3 separate regions of the Mus musculus genome follow, and regions 1 and 3 are each linked to region 2. The links are chromatin contacts, called in public Hi-C and promoter capture Hi-C maps. All regions are on one chromosome and are shown on one strand. The core of a region is the stretch at or near the end of the contact, and the rest is flanking DNA. Distances in the headings are between cores, read along the strand shown. Region 1 holds the start of Cox7b (cytochrome c oxidase subunit 7B). Region 2 holds the start of Gpr174 (G protein-coupled receptor 174). Region 3 holds the start of Tlr13 (toll-like receptor 13).

Region 1 (4,346 bases), core at 849-3,348, 1.2 Mb after region 2:
ACTCAGGACCTTCTGAAGAGTAGTTGGTGTTCTTAACCGCTGAGCCACTTCGCCAGTCCCTGTTTTAAAGGTCTTTAAAGGTACTTACAGACACAGAGGAAAAAGCAATGTTGAATTGAGGTGCAGCGGTTCATAGCTGTTCTCTCAGTACTTGGGAGGGTAAGGTTGAAAACTATACTCAATTTTCATGCCAGGCTGGGCTGCAGGGTAAGACAAAACTGCTGTTCCCTCACTAATGTTTCAGGCTGGGGAGAGCCTGGATTCAGTGGCAGAGCTTTGGGTTCAAATTCTATCAAATCCTCTCTCACCCCCAAAACAAACACCACCACCACCACCACCACCAATGGTCTCTATGTGGTATAATCCTAATAATTCCTTAACCATTATATTAGCTGCTTTACTTACGGTTCCACTTTCACCTTTAACCAGCCACACCCAGGGAAATAAATGTAGCGGGATTGGTGTAGTGCTTGCCTAACATTCCCTAGACTTGATTGCTAACACTTCAGAAGCAAACACAATTAGGTCTATAAAGGTGGGAAGGACTTTGTCAAGCCCAGCACTTGGGAAATGGAGGCCAAGGATCAGGGGTTGAAGACATCCTTGGCTACAGATTAAAATGGCAGGCCAACCTAGTGTACCTGAGACCCTCCCTCAGAAAACAGCCACAGCCGGAATAAGCAAATTCATAAACATTCCATAATCAATTCTGCTCCAGAACATTTAAAAGGGTGAGTATGAGAAACAGAAACACAACAAAATAAACTAAAAAATCATCTTTTTGCCTGGTCTCCAGAGCAAGTTCCAGGACAGCCAGGCTACACAAAGAAACCCTGTCTCAAAAAAAAAAAAAAAATGATAAAAAAACTTTTCCTACAGTATTTTTAAAAGTCCCTAAGTCACTTAAAGATCAAAGAAATTGAGATTACCAAACAACTGTTGTTTCAACACTCTGATTTACCAAGTGATCTCCCCTCTATACCAAAATAAAATTAAAAACAAACAAACAAACAAAACCACCCAGTTTAGTGACCAGAGATTGGTTAATGGTCTTTGACATAGGTATTACTTACTAACCTCTGTTTTACAAAAACAAGTTTATAACGCTAAATCATTTGTCCAAAGTGAAAGAAATAATAAACACAGCTTGTAGCAGATGAAAGATCAGTTGGGCTTCTTTCTTTTTTTTTTTTTTCAATTATTCCCAAAGTACTTCAGTACTTAGAACACAGCATGTGATCTAAAGGTAAAATAAAACTAAATCCATGGCTAGAAAAGCAAGTAAGTATTGTGTAAGGTCACCTTCATTCACATTACTGAAGGTCACCTTCAGGGTAAAGCAATTACAAAAATGAATTTTTTTCTTTCCAGTCCAGTGTATTTTCCATATATACTGCTAGTCTCAAGTTTCCACGTACTTGCCTAACTTTAAAGCAGGAAAAAAAAATGACCATGATTGTTTTCGCTATAGTTAATATTCCGTTAATAATCTACAGATGACTTCTTCAAAGCTGCCAGGCTTAAGGTTTTCAACCCCTTGCTATGAATCCAGATGCGGTAGATTTAGTTTCCTACCACCGTTATTGTAGGAGATCAGTTCTTCTACGTAAATACACTCCCAGAGCTAAAATTTAGATCATCGCTAAAAGAGCAAGGTGTCCGCCAAAGCGTTCTTCCTGGAAATCATAGGTCTCTGAAGAAAGAGAATGCATAACGAGGTTAGGAACACAAGGACAGGATGATAAAGCCACTGTCACAGCTACCTCTGTTATGGCTAGCTTCCCTTCCCAGTGACTGGAGACCACGCAGGGGACCATGCACCTAGAATTAAAACCCGCAGGATTTGGGGCGGAGGAAGAGGGCAGAAGAGCACGAGGACAGCCGGATCCCGGGTGTTGTAAAGAACTCGCCCACATTATCTGCTCACCTTGGAGACGGCTTAGTGCGTTTTTGGCTAAGGGCAACATCGCGGAGACGAAGATGGAACTGCGGCGACTATGCTGCTGCCTTGGTGCAAATTCACCCCAGCTACCCTTGCAAAGCGTCCTGAAAAACAAAATGGCTTTCAGCAGGGAGCCCAAATGAGAATTGGTGAGATGTCGCGAGATTTAGGGGTTGACCTATAGAAATTGTCATCCTAGTTCCTGCGAGGAAATAGGAAGGTCTTTGGGAAATGTAGTTTCAAGCTTGATGGCTTCCATAAAGTAGTATTTACTAAGCAGGGAGGTTAACTCTTTGGACAAAGGTTTCGGACTCTACAAAGGAGAGCTGAGACACCGACCTTACATAAGGCACCAGCATCAAAATGGTGCTAAAACTCCAGAGGATTGGATCTAGTGTCTCACTTCCAATTACAGTCCCTTCAAATTTTTCACATTCTGTCTCCTATTACCTACATTAATTGGTTTTACCTTTATTGGTTTTTTTTTTTGGAATTTTTGTGGGGGAGTTGAGACACGGCCTCTCTATTTAGTCCTGGCTGACCAGGAACTCTCTATGTAGACCAAGCTGGCCTGGAACTCACAGAAAAAGTCCTGCCTTTGCCTCCCAAGTGCTGGGAGATCAATTGACCTTTTTCCCCTAAGGATTCCAGTTCATGTGCATCTGGCAAGAATACTATATATGTATCTTCTTAAGAAACTCTGTGTAGGGCTGGTGAGATGGCTCAGTGGGTAAGAGCACCCGACTGCTCTTCCAAAGGTCCAGAGTTCAAATCCCAGCAACCACATGGTGGCTCACAACCATCCTTAATGAGATCTGATGCCCTCTTCTGGTGTGTCTGAAGACAGCTACAGTGTACTTACATATAATAAATAATAAATAAAAAAAAAAAAAAAAAAAAAGAAACTCTGTGTAAGCCAGGTCTCCCTATGTAACCCAGACTGGCTAGAACTTACTATGTAGCCCAGACTGGCCTAGAATTTGCAATTCTTTTGCCTTAGCTTCTCTAGTGTCATGATTAGATAAATAATGTACAAATCAAACTCTGCTTTTTAGAGCATCCTATCAAAAGGTATAGGATCTTAGCATGTCCCATTCAGTAATAGTATGAACTTAATCATTTAATCCAAGCACTGCATACCAGATTTCTACACTTTAAAGTCACCGCTTTCCCTTTGTAATTAAAAAAAAAAAGTATCTTGAGTGGAAAGGAGGGATGTGTGCAAAAAAAAAAAAAAAAAGGTAACTCCAATGCATAATGACTATCCTATTCTGCATAAGCTTCTATCCACTATGTTTTGTATCCATTGGTAATTCTTTACCACACTGTGTCTGTATGACCACTGCAGTTCATATGCCTAAAGCAACCTGAGTGAGCATAAAACAGAGATACTCAAACCACCATGCTTATTTGGTATGCTTGTTTATTTTTTAAGATTTATTTATTTATTATATGTAAATACACTGTAGCTGTCTTCAGACACACGGGAAGAGGGCATCAGATCCCCATTACAGATGGTTGTGAGCCACCATGTGGTTGCTGGGACTTGAACTCAGGACCTCTGGAAGAGCAGTCAGTGTTCTTAACTGCTGAGTCATCTCTCCAGCCCCTTGTTTGTTATTTTTGTGTTTGTTTCTTGGAGACTAGATTTCATCCTGTAGTAGAGGCTAGCTTGGAATTTACTATGGAGCCACTCCTGGCCTCAATCTCCTGGCAAGCTGCCTGCTTCAGTTTCCCAAGATGATAGGTGTGAGCTGACATACCTAATAATTTAACCATTTAAAAATTTTTCTTTTTAAATTTTGAGGTAAGCTCACACCAAGTGGCTCATATGGGCCGTTAACTCACTCTAAAGTAGAGAGACAGGCATTGAACTTGTAATCCTCCTACCCCAGCTTCCCAAGTAGGAGTTAAACTGACCTATGAGGCCCAGCTTAATTTTTTCATATCCTACTTTCTCCTCTCCTTTGAAACAGGGACTCGCCATGTAACCTATGTGGGCCTCAAAGTTGGGATTTTCCCACTCTAGTCTCCCAAGTGCAGGGATTACAGGAGTATGCCACCACATGTGGCTATTGCTTTCTCTGTGTGTCTCTCTCTGTCTGTCTCTCTTCTGCTCTCTTCTCATCTGTCTTTTTGTTTATTTTGTTTTGTTTTGTCTTGTTTTGCTTTGTTTTGTTTGAGACAGGGTCTCTTGTAGCTCAAGGAGGAACTCCCTATGCAGCCTAGACTGGCATTAATCCCTGATATCCTCCTGCCTCTATCTCCTGAATACTGAGATTACAGGTATGCACCGCCAGGCTCATTTTATTTCATATCTCTTTATGTGGAGACCAATTACTTTCCTTTCTTTTTTTTTAAAGATTTATTTATTACTTATACAGCATTCTGCCTGCATTATTCC
Region 2 (4,781 bases), core at 1,478-3,977:
TGTCTCTGTTAAAGTAAAGAAGCACTTGGCTGAGTTACTTCAATCCTTTTGAGCTTCAGTTTTTCCAGTGGTAAAATATAAGCAACTTTACATCTCAAAACACAAAGAAGAACCACTAGTTCCTACAAATGGCCAGATTCCAGTGCATTTTTATTCTTTTCCTAGGAGGCTGATTTTTGAGAAACTAGTCATAAAGGGAAATACATTTTATTTGTTTGTTTTGTTTTTCTTTTTTAGAGACAGGGTTTCTCTGTATAACTCTGGTTGTCTTGGAACTCACTTTGTAGACCAGGCTGGCCTCGAACTCAGAAATCCGCCTGCCTCTGCCTCCCGAGTGCTAGGATTAAAGGTGTGCGCCACCACACCTGGCTGGAAATACATTTTAATAGGTAAGAGAGATTGGATGGTTTGCACTCCATTTCACAGGACTGCATAGTAGTCACAGAAAGGAGTTAAATTCTATTTCTGCTTTTTGTAATCTGATTGATATGAGAAGAGAGAGCACAATATCAGCAAAAGAGAAAATACATACTATTTTCTCCCATCAATTTCAGCTGCCCAGCAGAAAGAGAGTTAAATTCATGAGTCTTCTGGTAAAAGTAAGCATTTTGGAACAGGTAGTGTCTCATTTTTGTTTCTTGAGAGTTTTTTTCTGCCAGTACAATACCCAGCACCATATTGCACTGTCCCCCACCAGAATAAATGCATTTGATGCATTTACCATAATAAGATTACTGCAAACAGAAAAAGGAAGAACATGTTTACTCAAGAGCAAAATGAAATTTCTGCAATGAACACAAACTTCTCAGAGAACGGCTTTTATGAATATTCAGCAATGTGGCTAGCATAATGTCTGCTTAGGCTAACGAGTTTCAATTATTTCTATAAGATGGATGCATTTCCTGAATAGCTGAAGTTTACAAAAGCTGGAGGAAAGAAATATTCTCGGCTGAATGACTAAAGCTCTCTGAAGTAGCCACTTTTGCTTGTTCAATAACATTATAACTTTACTTCCATGGAAGATCACACCAGTATAAAAGCAAATCAAAGAACCTCAATCTTTACAGCAAAGCAAGCAGATACCTATTTGGGGTCCAATCCTTGGTCATATTCCACATTCCTCTGCATCCCTTCCCTCACCTCAGATAGGAATTCACCTTTTATTTATTTATTTTTAAATCTCTGGATACAGCTCCTAATAGTTGTATACCAGTGATAGCTTCATATTTGTCTAAAGTCACAAGGCATCTTTCTTTATATTTCCAATCAAGAAAAAAATAAACAAAAAAATTTATAAGCAACGCACTTACATTTTGTAGAAAACAAGTTAATTCAATTATACTGATCAGAAATATAAATTAAACCCTTTTTGTTGTTTTTATTGTACTAGTGTTGCTCTGATAAGTATAGTTTATCTAAAAGAAGCAGAAAAGCTGTGCCTGTTTGTGTTTCTTATTTTCCTCCTCTCACTTTATAAATACATCTTTTCTTCTAGACTGCTCTTTTGATAGTAGAATCTCTCTAAAGTTACTTATAACTATACTTTACTTCTACAATAAAAATATGTAACTCACACAGAGAGGAGAATGAATTCATGCTGCTTAACATCTTGAGATACTGTACTTATCATTTTCGAAAGCATTTTGAAAGAGGCAATGAATCAACTATTTTTTATCTTTCAACAGTTTAAGAAAAAACATCACCAAAATATTATAGCAAAATATAGATGAAAATATCCCCGTATGTTTCTGCAAGTAATCTTTCTTAATGCAAGCTAGGTTAAATTACAAATATTTATAGTCCTATTTTGTCTGGTATCAGTTGTGCTAAATACATTATTACACAAAGAAATATTCCATTTCAAACTTACATTTTACCAAGTTTGAAGCTATATTCTTCTTCCCACCTGAAGCAGACAATCATATAATTATTTTTGCTTGTGCAAATTCCAAGAAAATGACCTTTGTGGATGGTCCAAATTCATTATATTCATAACTATTTAGATCTGACAGATTAGCTAGAACCTGGTGCCAACTGTCCAATTCTAGATATCAAGGGTGAAAGGCATATCAGAGCTAATTATTCATTAACAATTTGGAGCCTACCGTTTCAGTTTCTTTCTCTTTTCTCCAGAAGTCTCCAAAGAATTCATGTGACAGCCACTCCAATGAGGATGCTACTGATCTGTGCATTGATCCAGCTCCGTTTTCTGAAAACAACCAATCCAATCTTCATTTACTCTCCCCCAAAAAAGCAGTGAAGGAGAAGAGGGAGGAAGAGGGAAAGAGGGGGAGGGAGGGAGGAAGAAAGGGAGGGAGGGAGGAAGGGAGGGAAGGAGAGAGAGAGAGAGAGAGAGAGAGAGAGAGAGAGAGAGAGAGAGAGAGAGAGAGAGAGAGAAGAGAGAGAGAGAGAAGAGAGAGAGATGTAACAATAGAAAAATGATGAAGGGAAAAGGGGAAAAGGCAGGTTTAAAAAAGTTCAGGATTACCAAACCACTACCATGTTGGAAAATATGGTAGTGAGTTGTCAGAGTGAAATATGCAAGCTGTTCTGAATACATTGAAGATTTCCGTTTTCAAGTGGGTGAGCAGATCTCTCTCTCCCTCCCTTCCCCTTTCCTCCCTCCTCTCTCTCTCTCTCTCTCTCTCTCTCTCTCTCTCTCTCTCTCTCTCTCTCTCTCTCTCCCTCTCTCTCTCTCTCTCTCTCTCTCTCTCCTTTCTCATTAATGATACAAGGCTATTCAACAGGCTGAACATAGTGCCTGCAAAGCTTCATATTTAGCAGAAGAAACACTCCTTTCTAATTATAGGGTCACACAGAATTGTCTTCTAGTTTTGTGGTTGCACTGAGCTTTGAGTCTGAGATAACACTGAGACTGTTAACTGAGTCATTTGCAGAAGAAGCTAGGTGCCTTCTGGTCCCTTTTATAGATACCAGACCAACACAACCTTCAGTATGATGCCTTTCCCCAGCTCTGCACTTTTGTTTCAGTATTTAAATGGACATTTCTCTAAGTATACGGTAGATTCTAATAGTAAATGTCAGGGAGAGAATGATCTCTGCCTAGAACATTCCTAAATATACAAGCCTGTGACATTGACACTGAAATAAATACTCTACTTCTTAAGAGATATTTTGAATTATAATCACCTTTTAACTTCCTGTTCACCATTCTTTGTTTTCCTCAGTGTCCCTGTGATCAGAAAGTGTAGATAGGCCTCCATTTCCTCCTAGTGGTTAGAGAATTTCCAGTCAAATGGGGCCAGTTTTATGTAAAATATAGACAGTTCCTCAGGTTCTTGAGGATGATGTTCCAAGGAATGTAAGCCCAGTATCTAAGCCCAGCGCCACACTTCATGAAGCATCAAACACTTTCCACACCAACATGGGAAGATGAGGAGGAGGAAATCTGCAAACCCTGACTAGTCATTCCATATCAGAGCAAACAAAGTTTCCACTTAAGCCATAAGAGAGATGAAGGCTAGTGCAAGTTCAGTCTCAGGCTTGAACATAACCTGTATGGTGTAGTTTAGGGAGTGTGTGAAGGCCTTCTGCCTCAAAGGACTCTTATACTGAGCTTGAGAGATTAGTTGGTCTTCTGGAAGTAAACATTTCTGAGATCTTGATTTTAAATTTTTAATGCTCAAAAATAGAAAAATAGTCTTATTAAGAAACTTTGGTGAATATATTAATTCAAACTAGAAAGAAATTTGTAGCAGGAGTGGGATATATTATAAACCTAGAGACAGACCAATGGGAAAACTGATCTGCTCAAGACTTGTTACAATGCCAATGATCTCTAGTGTCAAATATATATATAGGGATAGAATTTCAGTATATATATATATATATAGGAGTAATCAAAATATGCATTAACCAAGATATGGGTACAGAAGAATGAAATATGTTACCCCTACTTTAGCTTTTTACTTTGTATTCTGGGATCTGGGATGCCATAAGGGATACTTTTCTTGTTTATTTAAAGTGGATTTTCCACAGCAATGATCTCAGCCCTCCCATAGGCTTACTTCATTCTATTCTAGACATACTGAATCCTTGCTATGTGTAAACACAGTAGATCAAAAAGAGGTGGGGAGAACAAAATGGTGAGCAAAGGATGGGAGGTAAGATGATGGGGAAGGAAAGGCTGCCAGCTCCAGCAGCTTTCTGCAGTCTCATCAGACAGGTAAGGTATTTTGAAATTTTCTCAAATACAAGACAACATGAATGTGATAAGTATCTAAGAATGTCAAATCTAGTTCTGTAAGATATAGGAGGAATCTAAGCATCCAGAAGAGCTACTGTAAGGGATAGGATTTCAGTAAAAAAGCTGGTCAAGTCTTCCAGTAGGAGAAGGACTTAGGTAGGTTTATTAAGAATGCCAGAGTGTGGTGGTACATGCCTACAATCTCAGATCTTGGCAGGCTAGGGCAGGAGGATCACCACAAATTTAGGGCAAACGCCAAGTTTTGTAAAAATTCCTAATTCTTGTTGCTTTGGAGTGGAACTTCTTGGTAGATTTTCCTCAAATATGTTGCGAACACAGGCACATCTGTTACCTACTGTGCAGCATGGCTTCTGAGAATTAAGTCTGCTGCCTCAAATAGAACACATACAAGCTAATCTATGTATTTTGAAATAAATTACCCACTGGTGAAGTTTCCTGGCTTAGATTATACTTATCTTTTCTATTTACATTAGTGAATTTTAGTCTGATCAGAAGCAAAAGATCACTCCTATGGGAATTTATTGAATTTCATTCCAAATTGGTCAAATAATAG
Region 3 (4,301 bases), core at 1,373-3,872, 1.1 Mb after region 2:
GGGCACCGCAGAGGAGGGAGAGGAAGAGAGGCATCTCTGAGTGTTTAATTGTGGAGCTCGACCTCAGAAGGACAAGGAATAGAGCTGAGTTCCCCAACAGGCACAGTAGGTACAAAGTTTTTGGCATATATTTCTAGAGTTCCATAAATGTATCTTATTTCCTTTTAAAGTGTGTGTGTATGTGTGTGTTTTCATAGTGCCCCCAGAGAACAGAAGAGGGAATTGGATGCTCTGGAACTGGAGTTACATGAGTTGTGTGCACCCATTGTGGGTCCTGGGAACCGAACTAAAGTCCTATGAAGGAGCAACTAGTGCTCTTAATCACAGAGCCATCTCTCCAGCCCATTAGTTACTTTTTTTTTATTAGATATTTTCTTTATATACATTTAAATTTTCAAATGCCATCCCCAAAGTTCCCTATACCCTCCCTCTGCCCTGCTCCCCTACCCACCCACTTCTGCTTCTTGGCCCTGGCATTCCCCTGTACTGGGGCATATAAAGTTTGCAAGACCAATGGGCCTCTCTTCCCAGTGATGGCCCTTCTAGGACATTTTCTGCTACATATGCAGCTAGAGACACGAGCTCTAGGGGTACAGGTTAGTTCATATTGTTGTTCCACCTATAGGGTTGCAGACCCCTTCAGCTCCTTGGGTGCTCTCTCTAGCTTCTCCATTGGGGGCCCTGTGTTCCATCTTATAGATGACTGTGAACATCCACTTCTGTATTTGCCAGGCACTGGCATAGCCTCATATGAGACAGCTATAACAGGGTCTCTTCAGCAAAATCTTGCTGGCATATGCAATAATGTCTGGGTTTGGTGGCTAATTATGGGATGGATCCTCGGGTGGGGTAGTCTCTGGATAGTCCATCCTTTCATCTTAGCTTCAAACTTTGTCTCTGTAACTTCTTTCATGGGTATTTTGTTCTCTATTCTAAGGAGGAACGAAATATCCACCCATTGGTCTTCCCTCTTCTTGATTTTCTTGTGTTTTGCAAATTGTATCTTGGGTGTTCTATGTTTCTGAGCTAATATCCACTTATCAGTGAGTGCATATCTAATGACTTCTTTTGTGATTGGGTTACCCCACTAAGGATGATATCCTCCGGATACATCCATCTGTCCAAGAATTTCATAAATTCATTGTTTTTAATAGCTGTGTAAATGTACCACATTTTCTGTATCCATTCTTCTGTTGAGGGACATCTGGGTTCTTTCCAGCATCTGGCTATTATAAATAAGGCTGCTATGAACATAGTGGAGCATGTATTCTTATTACCAGTTGGAACTTCTGCCTGAAATTCTGCCCCATTCACATAACTGCTTGGTCTGGGCACCTCTGAAGTGTAGCAAAACCCTGTCAACGAGCACTAGAAAAATGGTGTCTGTAGCTCAGTTGGTAGAGTGCTTGCTTGCCTAGCGTGTGTGAAATCCTGGGTTCCATTCTCAGAACCAAATAATCCAGGCTTGGTGGCTCACACTTTTATTACCAGAACCTGGGAGGTAGAGGTGGGAGCTTCAGAAGTTGAAGATCACCCCGGACTACACATTGAGTTTGAGTACAGCCTGGCATCCTATGGGGGGTGAGTGGGGGGGAGAGGAGAGGAGAGGAGAGGAGAGGAGAGGAGAGGGGAGGGGAGGGGAGGGGAGGGGAGGGGAGGGGAGGGGAGGGGAGAGAGAGAGAGGGAGGGAGGGAGGGAGGGAGGGAGGGAGGGAGGGAGGGAGGGAGAGAGAGAGAGAGAGAGAGAGAGAGAGAGAGAGAGAGAACAAATCTGTAACCCTAGCATTCTGGAAGCTAAGGCAGGAAGCAAATTCTTGGCAAATCTGGGCTGTTGTGGCTAGACTCTGACTCAAAAATCAAAGAAGGCACTGTGGCCCATGCCTTTAATCTCAGTACTTTAAGGCACTGAAGGAAGAGGCAGGTGTATCTCAGTGAACTTGAGGCTGACCTGGTCTACATAGTCACTTCCTCGCTGCAGTCTATATAGTGAGACTCTGTCTTTAACAAATCAACAACAATAACCAAAAAAAAAAAAAAAAACAGACAAAGGAAAATTTACAATTTTAAAAAGCTTATAAAAATAATAAAAATAAATTTACATATACTACATTAGAAAGCTTATATGAAACATAAGAATACATTTTAAAGCACAGTAGTTCAAAGTGATCTTCAAAATCAAGCTAGTTTGAGGCCCACCTGGATTACATAGCACCCTGTCTCAATAATAACAATAATAATAAACAGCAACAACAACAACATTAAAAAGTATAAGTACCAGGGAACAGGGACTTTGCAATAATAAGAAAATAAATATCACTTCCCTTCGGTGCAATACTACTACTGTCTATGGTAGGAGTCATGAAGTGAGTTACATTGAATTAAAAAAAAAATCTTGAGCAGAAGTGGTGATGCTTGCTTGTAATCCCGGTACCCTTGAAGCCGAAGATCAGTGGTTCAAGAATAGAGCTGCAGGCAAGCTTGGGTTATATGAGATCTGTTTCAAACAAAAATTGGAATATTTCCATTGTTTGCTGTATACTGCTGAAATGCAATCAAGTCAAGAAAGCTCAACTTACCTCTCAGAAGCTCCTAGCACATAGTACAATTGTTCATCTTTGCTAAACAATGACATTCTGTTTTAGGTCTCTTAAAAAAACCCCGTGATGGTTGTTCTAAACTCTTAGGACATGAGACATTTCCTTCCTCTTCTCTTTTTTTTTTAGGCATGGCGAAAGAGGCGGGCAAGGAGGTGTACGTCAGATGTACCAAAGTCCTATTTGATGTGTATTGCAAAGTACAGTCTTGAAGGGAGCACTCACCTTCTGCCCACCATAGATCCCCTGAGTTACTTGCCGTGTAGGCTCATTTGGGGATGCTCAGCCAGATCATGTCTTGGTGTTGCAAACCATCCTGCCCCGTACCTGGCCCCATTCCTTAAGGTCCCAGTTGTGGTTAAACTGTGGGATCAGGATGGCTAACTCTGCTACCAGACCTTTGACTCTTCATCCACCACACATTTTGTTGCCTAATTGATTGGGTTCTATATTTACTTCATTTGGGGAAACACAATTTGATTACTTGCCTAAAACAGTGCTCCCCCCAAAAAAACCCTATGAGACTGTCTTAATTTGTTTTCTGTTGCTGTGATAAAACACTAACAGAAGGGACTAGGAGTGAGGCAGAAATATTCTTACAGGTAACAGTCTGTCATCAAGTCCCACCAAGGCAAGAAACTCAAAGGGAACCTAGAGGCAGGACCTGAAGCAGAGACTATGAAGGAACACTGTTTGCAGGGCTGCTCAGCCAGCTTTCTTACATAGCCCAGGCCCACTTGCCCAGAGATGCCAGCCCCCACAGTGGGTTTCAACAACTAACAATCAAGAAACTGCCATAGACATGGCAACCTAAAGGGAAGAAATTCCTCAACTGGGAGTCCCTCTTCCCAGGTATTTCTGGGTTTGTGTCAGGTTGACAAAACCCAACCAGTACAAAGACCAAATCCTCAAGTCACCACTCCATCAGGAGCTGATTTAAGAGAAGGAGAATCAGACTTCTCTAAAGATGACCCCCTTGATATTTTGTCTAATTTCAAGTGGTCAGCCCTAAGCACACTTACAAACAAGCAACACTAAGTAGACTTAAGCAGATGTTATGTGTGTAGTGGTTTGAATAAAAATGGCCCCCAAAAGCTCATGTATTTGAAAGCTTAGTCACCAGAGAGTGGCACTACTTGAGGATTAGGTGTGACCACTGGGGGTGGGCTTTGAAATTTCAGAAGCTCAAGCCAGGCCCACTGTGTCTTTTTCCCTGCTGCCTGCAGATCCAGACACAGAACTCCCAGCTCCTTCTCCTACATCATGTTTCCTGGCATGCTGAAACTCTAAGCCAGTCCTAATAAAGTGCTTTCGTTTATAAGAGTTGCTGCGGTCATGATGTCTCTTCATAGCAATAGAATATTGATTAGGATAATGTGCATATGTTTTAAAAAATGAAGTCATGCATTTGAGACTTATCATCGTGGCACATTCAGCACATAAGAGGTAGAGACCAGGAGAACTAAAACTTGAGGTCTTCCTTGGCTACATAAACAGTTTGAGAACAACCTAGGCTAGAAGGCTGGTGAGATGGCTCAGCAGGTAAAGGCACTTGTTACTTCATTTCCTGGTGGAAAGAGAAAAGTCACTCCTGCAAGGGCACCTTCCTCAGACACAAACAAATAAATAAATATAATTTTTTAATTTGGAAAAAAAAAACACTACTGACTTTAAAATGCTGTCATCGGATCACATCCTATTCTGCCTA

The links. Promoter capture Hi-C pulls out the DNA fragments that hold promoters and counts their contacts. Hi-C and Micro-C count contacts between places; a contact is called where the count stands out from the background.
Region 1: a contact with region 2 is called in a Hi-C map of B cells, with 7 read pairs. The contact joins the promoter of Cox7b here to the promoter of Gpr174 in region 2. A contact is called at or near these places in 3 of 39 promoter capture datasets (the C10 cell line and pre-B cells) and 1 of 484 Hi-C or Micro-C datasets (B cells).
Region 3: a contact with region 2 is called in a promoter capture Hi-C map of the HPC-7 cell line. The contact joins the promoter of Tlr13 here to the promoter of Gpr174 in region 2.

What each region holds. Positions count from the first base shown.
Region 1 is chrX:106,013,452-106,017,797 of GRCm38.p6, reverse strand. Cox7b (cytochrome c oxidase subunit 7B) reads right to left here and starts at 2,098. Exons shown (of 3, transcript NM_025379.2): 1 at 1,928-2,098. The coding sequence starts at 1,967.
Region 2 is chrX:107,253,824-107,258,604 of GRCm38.p6, reverse strand. Gpr174 (G protein-coupled receptor 174) reads right to left here and starts at 2,727. Exons shown (of 5, transcript NM_001358747.1): 1 at 2,489-2,727; 2 at 2,106-2,209.
Region 3 is chrX:106,141,596-106,145,896 of GRCm38.p6, reverse strand. It overlaps Tlr13 (toll-like receptor 13), which reads right to left and starts at 2,622. Exons shown (of 3, transcript NM_205820.1): 1 at 2,576-2,622.